Linked DNA regions of Gossypium hirsutum: region 2 is linked to region 1. A link is a contact called in public Hi-C data. All regions are on one chromosome and are shown on one strand. Each heading gives the region's core, a stretch centred on a gene start, on an enhancer-like site or on the middle of the called end of the contact. The rest is flanking DNA. Distances are from core to core; before and after follow the strand shown. Region 1 holds the start of LOC107918011 (auxin response factor 5). Region 2 holds the start of LOC107918008 (protein IQ-DOMAIN 32).

Evidence for each region. Hi-C and Micro-C count contacts between places; a contact is called where the count stands out from the background.
Region 2: a contact with region 1 is called in a Hi-C map of leaf, with 1.8 times the contacts expected there. The contact joins the promoter of LOC107918008 here to the promoter of LOC107918011 in region 1. A contact is called at or near these places in 2 of 34 Hi-C or Micro-C datasets (hypocotyl and leaf).

Annotation. Positions count from the first base shown.
Region 1 is chrA01:22,783,150-22,788,252 of Gossypium_hirsutum_v2.1, forward strand. It overlaps LOC107918011 (auxin response factor 5), which reads left to right and starts at 3,177. Exons shown (of 14, transcript XM_041076647.1): 1 at 3,177-4,181; 2 at 4,439-4,551; 3 at 5,010-5,103. The coding sequence starts at 4,070.
Region 2 is chrA01:22,988,536-22,993,357 of Gossypium_hirsutum_v2.1, forward strand. It overlaps LOC107918008 (protein IQ-DOMAIN 32), which reads right to left and starts at 3,419. Exons shown (of 6, transcript XM_016847494.2): 1 at 2,845-3,419; 2 at 1,411-1,902; 3 at 1,122-1,328; 4 at 276-350; 5 at 1-169. The coding sequence starts at 2,928.

The DNA.
Region 1 (5,103 bases), core at 1,927-4,426:
CATTCAAGTTAGTACAATAATTTCCATGTACCAATAATATATACCATGATTGATGAGCTCATCAATACCATGATTTCCATTCCCTTGTTTTTTTTTCATATTTATCCCGTTGAATTTCCCAGAATTTCGATGGATTTTTCAGAGGTACACTTTTAGTGTAGATTTTCGGGTCCGTCAATTCATATTCATGGGCACACATTTCCATTTCCGAGAGCACACTCCCGCGAACCTCATCCTTACAGCGGGATTACCAGTCTAGGCTAAATCCCCTGTAATATAAACTCATAGAGTATTGTCGGGATTACCAGTCTAGGCTAAATCCCCTGCAATGACAATTACTCTAATGAGCTTGGATCTGAATTACCAGTCCAGGCTAAATTCAAACCCTAATTCAGATTACCCGTCCGGGCTAAATCTATTTTCCACATATTCTTCGGGAGGGCTATATCAGGATAGGATCACCCGTCCGGGCTAGATTTTTTTTACCGTCAATTCCTTTTCAGAGATCCATCGAAATTTCCTTTCATTCAACTGGGATTTCTTCCATTTTTTATCAAATATATCAATGTTTCCTTAATTTTCATACAATGAACATTCAAATCATATTCACATCAATAGCATACAATCTCAAGCATTTAAGAATATAATTCAAGTTACACGAACTTACCTTGATACTTGTTTGTAAACAAAAAAAATCTACTAATCCCGAACTTTTTCCTTTCCTCGATCTAGCTTCGTATTTGAATCTTCTGGATTTGGTGCAAAAATTATGTAATACCAGCTTAGAGAACCCTCCTATGGCATTTTAGCTGCTGGAATTGAAGAGAAATGAAGAGAAATCTAGATATTTCCTATTTAGTCCTAGTTTTATTTAGTTAATTTTGCAATATTCCAATTTTGCCCTTAATTTATCAATTTTCCTGCTGATTTCATGCCTTTGCCGTCCAGCCCAAATAAATTTTGGGTCTAATTGCCTTTTAAATCCTTTCTCATTAGACTCTTAAGCTATTTAATCATTCTAGCAACTTTTACACCTATTACAATTTAGTCATTTTCATTTAATTGACTACCCAAACATTAAAATTTCCTAACGAAATTTTAATACCACATTACTAACATTTCATAAATATTTATAAAATTATTTTTGACTTGGTTTTATGAGATAGAGGTCCCGATATCTTGTTTTTACCCAATTTCTTCAATAATTTCTTTTTCTAACTAACCACTAAATCGGTAAAATTTTTTTCTATCAATATTTTCATACGATTTTCCTATCATATCAATTTTCATGCAAAAATATTGAAATAAATTTCTCTTGAAATTAGATTTGTGGTTACGAAATCACTATTCCGATAACCTTGAATTTAGGCCATTACAACCACCGTCCCTTACAAAATAAAAAATTCTTTCCTAAATTATTGTTTTTTAGTTGAGTGTTGAAATGTTTGGACAAAAAGATTTATTTGTGTTTGCATTTGAGGGAGACAGTGAGATAATTTTAAGGTGTGTTTGAGTTAATGGTGATGTAGTGGCGTTCAAAGACCCCCACATTTCATTTGCGCTGTGAGGATCAAACCATCACCTTAGAAGCTCATCGCATTGCAAATCGGGCTCTAGTTCACGGTGGTTATACGTTTACGGGTTGAAGTATAACTACAACTCCCAGTTGGTGGTGATTATGCAATCATAGGTTGTTGTATAACTCGAGATATAGTTGATGATGGTTATGCAATCATGAGTTCAAGTTTCATGCTACTCGAAGATGATGCTTTATAAACCTCAACATAAGTTTAAGACCATAATCATAGGGAAAATCTAAGGGGCTTTCTAGTATAATCAACTTAGTCTTTTTCTCCATATCCACCAAAGCAGTATTCTTAACCTCATTCTTCAAAACTTATGACAGAGTTGAGAGTAATAGGACTTTCAAGGGGAGGAGTGATGGTGGAGAAAAGTTGAAAGTCCTTTTAGGCTGGCAACGATTGTTGTGGTTAAAGAACTCATTAATAACTACAACTGCTGCTACCTCGACTAGTGTTTTAGCTTCTCCCCACCACTACAATCACTCTTTTCTTGAAAGTCCCTTTGCATCCAACTCTATTATAGATTTCAGAAAATTACATTAAGGATACTGCTTTTGGTGGATATAGATAAAAAGAATAAGTTCATTATGCTACAAAGCCCCTTTGTTTTTCCCTAGGATTATGGTCTCAAACTTATGTATAGAGTTTATAAAGCATCCTCTTCTGGTATCATAAAACTTGAACTTGTGACCAAATAATCACTGTCAACTAGGAGCTTTAGTATATTTCAACCCGTGACCGTATAAGCATTGTGAACTAAGAGCTTGAGTTGCAATGGGATGAGCTTCGAAGGTGATGGTTCCATCCTGAAATGGTAGATGAAATGTGTGGGTCTCCGAATACTATTGCATCACCGTGAACTTAAATATACATTAAAACTATTACAATGTCAACCTCAAACACAATTAAATCTCTTTCTAAATTTTCAACGCCTAACAAAAAAAAATTCTAAAGATATTTTTCTCACTAAAATTGATCTATTTTCCTAAATATCTAAAAAATTATCTAAAACCTTAAATATTTTATAAAATTGAGATATACCTCAAATTTACCCACAAAAACATGTAAGATACTTATTTACAAAAACATAAAATATTAAGAGTTATTTCAATAAATGCAGTATATAAAAGAAATTATTTGCCAAAAAATTTAAAAAGAATAAAAAACCATACCTTGGCAAGTTGGTATAGAGTAATAGTATGTGACGTGAAATGAAGAAACGGCGCCGTGACAGTGGAGTAAGAAAAATAAGGCAACACGTGTCAGATGTAAATTGCCCCACTTTCCTCACTTAATTTTGTCGTGGACCGCACGCGTGACGACGATCGGTCAAATATCATACACAAAGAAAAAAAAGTACATCAAAGCTATGCTTTTTCTATTTATTACTCTTTGTTTATTATAAATTAATATATAAAAAATAAAATATAGAAAACGCAACCAATCCTTGTTGTCCACGTCATAAAGTTTACCACGTAGGTATTGTTCATTTTTCTACGCGCCTCTCTCCCTCCTCTTTTGAAAAAAATAACAAGAAAATCTTAATTATTATTTTCTCTTTAGCTCTATGTACTGCGTACTGTTTCGTGTTCTGTTAGCTTTGCTCTGTTTTTTCGACATTTCTTTATTAATTTTCTTTTTAGTAATTTTATTTATTGTATATTAATAAATAGAATGTATTGGTTTGAAGTTTAAAGCTGCAACGGAATCACACCTATATAGAAAGTGTGTGCGCAGGATAAGAGCATGCACACTCTTCCTAGTTTCAAGCAACTTACTTATTCATTTTCTTTTTGGTATTATAAAGAGAGGAAATAATTGAAAATTTACAAGTTTTAAGCTATGGGTTTTGTTAATTTTATGATGATGGAGTAGAGGGGAGGAATCAAAGTGATGATGAGGATGGTGGGGTTTCATTGAAAGGTCTTTATCTTTTGGGGGAGAGAGAGAGAGAGAGAGAGAGAGAGAGAGAGAGGCTACTCAAATGCTATGGTCGGCGTGCTTTGATACTGCTAACTGAAGGGGGAGGTGTTTTTTTTTTTTTGGTCATATCAAAAGGCCCACATAAGAAAAGATCTTTCTTTCCAGTGTTTGTTCCCTTTTCTTTGCAGGTTTTTGTTCCTTGATTTTGGACTTTGGTTCTGCTGTTGCCTGTTCTTGTTGTTGTTGAGGGTGAGAGAGGGGCTAAAAGGTTCTCTTTTCTGACCAATCGGGCCTTTTCTTTTTCCCTAGAGTTTCATCATATTCCTTTTTCCCTTTGCTAAATTGTCCATCTGTAAAAGATACAATACGTGATTTTGCTTGGGTGGGACTCAGACTCGGTGGAGCAATGGGAATGGGAATTTGTTTCTTCTCTTTTTGGAAGTCCAGGGTCTGTTTTTCTTTAGTTTTTCAAACGAAGATGTAAAGGTGGGGTCTTTGCGTTGAGTTCTTATGGTTGGTGGGTATGGTAAAGAGTCTAAAAAAGGAAGAATTGTTTTAGTAAGATGGGTTCTGTCGTTGAAGAGAAGATCAAACAAGGAGGTTTGGTTAATGTAGGTGCACAGTCCACTCTGCTTGAGGAAATGAAGCTATTGAAAGAAATGCAAGATCAATCTGGTTCGTCCTTTGTTGGTTTAGTTTTTTTCACAAATGTGTTCTTTCATCTTTTCCTTTCAGTTTTCATTCGATATCTCAAAGGTTCATGTTGCTAATAATTTGAAAGAACCATTGACGTTGCTTTCTTCAACATAGAAGCTTACAATGAGAGGAGTCATTAATACTGGGTATTAATGGCGATTCATTTAAGTCTACAAAAGCGTAATAGGTAATCTCTGTGAAAGCATGTGATGGATTTGTTTCCTGACTGATCTCAGGTACCCGTAAGGCTATAAATTCCGAGTTATGGCATGCCTGTGCTGGTCCACTTGTTTCCTTGCCTCAGGTGGGAAGTCTTGTGTATTACTTTCCTCAAGGACATAGCGAACAGGTTTGCATTTATTTCTCACACTTGATATTTGCCTTCTTATTCTCCCCCTTTTGACTTATCTCCCAGCCTTTCTTCTTTTTCTTGCATTTTTGCCTTGTTTATTTTGTAGCATTCTTTAGCACTAACATAATGAGACCTTAGACTGATGACTGCTAAACATTCAACTTTCACAACCTGCTTTACTTTCTCTTATGTTTGCGTATTTTTGGTGTTTTAATTCATTGCATGAAGATATTGCAGTGTATGAGTTGCATTTTGACATCTTTGACTGAAACTTGGCAGGAATTTGAGCCAATATATCACTTTGATAGCAGCCTAACCATTAGAGTGTGGTCTTATAATATCTGATAAAAAAACTGTACTAAAATCCCAAAAATACATTACAGCCTTTCAGTGAATTCTATTTTGTATTTAATGAAGAACCAAAGGACTAATGAGGGCTTTATTCTTTTGAGCAGGTAGCAGTGTCCACTAAAAGAATGGCGACTTCTCAAATTCCCAACTACCCAAATCTTCCATCTCAGTTAATGTGCCAAGTTCATAACGTTACAT
Region 2 (4,822 bases), core at 2,169-4,668, 210 kb after region 1:
AATCTTCAGTGTTCTTTTGTTCTGGTTGTTCAATAGGTAACTCTGCTTTTGATGCCTTTTCAGATGATGACACTGACATCCACCTCTCCAGCCAGCTCCAAGCAGAATTCGGTTTAGATGAATCACACTTGAAGTGGATAGTTTTGGTCTTGGGAGTCGAATCCATCAGCTGCAATCAAAGCAAATTTTCAGTAAGGACGGGTAGACATAATTTGAAAGACAGCTGCCAGCAAATAGTAAAAAACAAGTAGCTAAAGAATGTTTATTTAATATACCTGACGAGCAAACCTATTACTAAGCAGCTTTTCCATGGAATTGTAAGTCAAGTTCTTTTTTGTTGCTGAGTTTCCCTGCTTCAGAAAATAAAAGAAAGAATAGGTAAAACTATCAAAGATTAGTAACTATTGGAAGTGTCATGTATCAGCACAAGAACTCTCCATTTAGACCACCATAATCCCGCTAATCATAAGGACTGTATGATATTCTTTGATGTATTTTCTAGATATTCTTTGATGTATTTTCTATGTAATTCATTGCATCTTGTTTTATATAAAAAGAAATTACTTAAATAAACAACATGAGAAGTAGGACCATTAGTCCATAATTCCTGAATTTCTTGCAAAGCTAATCAAAAAAGTAAACAAATCCTATGTGATACGTATCTCTCTCAAACAGCAACTGAATAGTAAGGTCGTTCAAATTACAGGTGCAACTCACTCTGCAGCCGTTGTTTAAAATTAGATTTGTGCCAGGTGGACTGAAGCGAATATTTTTAACAGGTCTTTAAGGATCACTTTGAACTTTCATGCTCGTAAAAATAGAACATGCTCATAGAATGCCTCTTACTTATGAAAGGCCATCCAGGCAGCACTACCCTACACACTTTAGTTGAACTAGAAATAAGCTGTCTAAAGGAATCATGCCTAAATCCTAATTACACCAAGGCACAGGACTTAAGTCAATAAAAAAAATATAGCCATAGATTCAAACACAAGGTAAATTGTAATGATAAAGTTTTCTTTAAACAGGAAGCTAGCATGTCACCCATCAATAATGAACCAGAACATACAAGGAAAACAGTCTTGTGACTCCTAATTATTGATTTGAGCTGAACGAATTACCAATCTTTGATTGACTTCTTGGTGCTTGCCATCCAGCTTTTCCACATAAGATCCTTCTTGAGATTGGCGAGCACGAACAAGAAGTTGCATTTTGACAATGGCTTGAACACACCGTAAGGTCCCCACAGCATGCCTTCGGACCAAGTGCCCACGCACAGCAGCCTGCAACTTTACTAAATTCTTAAGCTTTCCTAGCTCTTTCTGTGCCTGCAAATGAATGCATAAGAAAAAATGCAAGACACATTACCAATTCGAAAGTTTTAAACTCACACTGAGAAAGAAATTATACCAAAAACCCTCTGATTGCAGTCTGGATGATTACAACAACAGATTCATCTAGGCTGAAATCATCTTCAGCCTCATTTGTAGTGGCAGTAATAGGTTCAGGCACTTTCGATTCCGCTGGCTCTGGGGTTAACTGAGATTTTTCTTCAGTGCATTTTATCGGTGCCAGCAACTGAGATTTTTCTTCAGCAAGTTCTATAGGCGTCAGCGAGTGAGATTTTTCTTCTGTGTACTCTTTCAGTGCCACCAACTGGGATTTTTCTTCAATGTACTCTTTTGGTGTCATCAGCTGAGGTTTCTCTTCAGTGTACTGAACAGTGGAGGTTTTCTCAGAAGCAACCGAGACATCTTGCTGTTGAAACTCAAAACCATCAGAGTCTTGACTTTCCTTAAGTCCTGTAGTGGTAGTTACTTGTATCACAGAGTTGCTAAGCACTCGATGCCGTTCAGATCTCTTCCGAAAACTCCATCCCTTTTTGTCACTTGATCTCTTATTCTGGAATGAAATTTAAACGGCCTAATTCAGTTCAAAGGGAGACCAAGAAAAGAAAGAGGGAGAACAAAAAAGAACAATTGCTCTGTTTTGAATGAATTCAGGTGCTCTTCGCTCTGAAGTCCAACTCTGCCCGATCTTACTGCTTGTTTGATTGAACTTAAACGAATTAAAATGCCCTTAACTCTAAATTCTTGCTAGAATCTATAGCTTTTCCATTGAGATCTAACGATGGCTATCAACAATGGAGTCCCAACAAGGACATATCAGTACTATTGAACTGTCGTCTATCTAAGAGACAAAAGATGGACCACTGCATATACTTAAAAATATGAAGAAAAAAAAAGGGATTAACCTCACAGTTCCTCTTTAAAACACATTTTACGACTTCAGAAATTGAAACTTATCAGTCATTTCCAGTCACCAATGGCATCAGTAGCAGTTAAACTAATCAGATGAAGAACAAAGTAAATAAGGGTGGGTTTGGATTGGCGATTGGGTACGGTGTATGCTACAGTATTTACAGTATCTAATCTCACCGCCACCGCTGTTTTTACACTAATCGCAAGTAAAGCCCATCCAAACTCACCCTAAATCTCATATCATAGCACATTTAAAAAGATGAAACCAAACCAGTTAAAAGAAGATAAATTTTAAAAACCTTTGAGAGTTTCGAAACTTGATACCGAGAAAACTATTTGCATTTAAAAAATTATGGAAAATAATCAGAGTTAAAAAAGGCAGCTTGGACATTGCTGATAAAAAATGCTAAGGCAGGAATTCTCAGATCTTAAAATTCTGGTGTAAGACAAGTTTTCAAACTCCCATTCCTCGACCAAATCCAAAAATTAAACTAAAAGGTGAAATGCAATTCGAAACAGCAGATGAAATACTAATTCAAAGCAAAGTAACAAAAAAAAGGGGGAAAATGCAGCCGTAATTTACCTCAGGGACATCAATGGCGTCGTCTTTTTCAGCGGAATCGCTGCCGCAAGTGATGAGTTTGAAACAGGAAGTGGATTTTCCCATTTTTTTAAAAAAAATTCAATTGACTTTCCCTTTGCTTTCTTCTTCTATCCTTCACTCTCTGAAGTCTTTTTAACTCTACCGAGTGTGTGAGGGACACGACAGTCTAATATTTTGGTGTGTGGATTGGGTATTGGAAATTGCAGCAAAGGTTAAAAAACGGAAAACACGGACCTCAAACACAGTCCTTAAAATCTATTAACTTTTTATGTTGGAATCCGCCACTTATCATGATTCTGTTACTGTTCCTGTTACGTTCGTTTGAGAGAAGCGAAAAAGAAGAAAGCTGTCAGAACTCCACACTTTTCTTTTCCTCTCTATTAAAATAAATGAAAAAAATTTAAAAAAATTTATATTTACATGATTAATAACACAAAATTATCAAATTCTAATTATAAAATAATCATTTATAAGGGAAAATCCTAAAGGAGATGTCTGAACTCAGAAGATATCATGATTTGCTTTGTAGAAAAGTGTAATTGAATTCACACATACATACACATACATGCATACTAAAACAAGTCTGCGATTATGGGGAAAGATCCAATAACAGCAATGTGCAGATATACTATTGTGGAGCCATGATAGTACATCAAATAAGTTGTTGCCTCATAATCATGACAAATACCTCCAATAATAGCCACCTCATCTTTCTATAATTTACTAAAAATCTTAAAATTCAATCTTTTTAATTAAATCATTGATATTTTTTTAAAATTCCAAAAAAACCTTTTTTTAAGGTTTTAATTTTCTTTTACATCTTTTTAATAACTTTATGTTATGAAATAAATAATAAAGAAATAAAAAACAAAAAAAAATAGAAGAGTAAAAGGGAACAAATTTTTATTGATTAATAAGGATAATTGCGGGTAAATTTGAAGAAAATGTTGTTTTTAAAAAATAATTAGGGTTTTAGGCTGTTTTTTCCAATATTTAAGGAAATAACCCAAATTTGGGATAGAAACAGAAAACACGTCCTACAGGAAGTGTTTTCTACTGAGGTGTTAGCTAGGGGCAGAAAAACCCTATAGGATGCGCTTTCAGGTTGCTTGCTACCACTTCAACATAAAATACTTCTTGCAAAACGTGTTTTCTGTTTCTAAAAACTTGTTATTTTTTTGTGTTGGAAATTCAAGGAGAAAGATTTATTTGTTTTTATGTTTGAGGTAGATATTGTGATTGTTTTAAGGTATGTTTGAGTTCATGGTAATGTGATGGCACTCAGAGACCCACATATTTCATTTGTCATGTGGGGATGGAACCATCATTGTAAAAGCCCATTGGACTACAACTCAAGCTCCCAGTTCACGGTGGTTATGCGGTCACGGGTTGAAGTATAACTCGGGAGCCTAGTTGACAGTGGTTATGTGGTCACGGGTTCAAGTTTCATGATATCAGAAGAGAATATTTTATAAACCTCATGCACAAGTTTGAAACCATAATCACAGGGAAAAACAAATGGCCTTTCTAGTATAATCAACTTATACTTTTTCTCCATCCTCATCAAATGTAGTATCCTTAACTTCATTGTTCGAAACATGTGACGGAGTTGGGGCCAAGAAGACTTTCAAGAGGGGAGCGACTATGACGATGGAGAAAAAGTTGAAACTTGAGTCAGGGCGGTAACATTTGTAGTTATTAATAAGCTTTTTAATCATAGCAATGGTTGGCACTCTGAGTTGCGTTTCAACTTTTCTTCACCAAAACAATCACTTCTCCACTGAAAGTCCTTTTGCTCCCAACTTTGTCACAAGTTATGGATAATGAGGTTAAGGAACTACTTTTGCTAGAGACAAAGAAAAAGAATAAGTTTATTATATCGAAAAACTCTTTAGTTTTCCCTATGACTATGGTCTCAAACTTATGTATAGGGTTTATAAACATCCTCTTCCGGTGG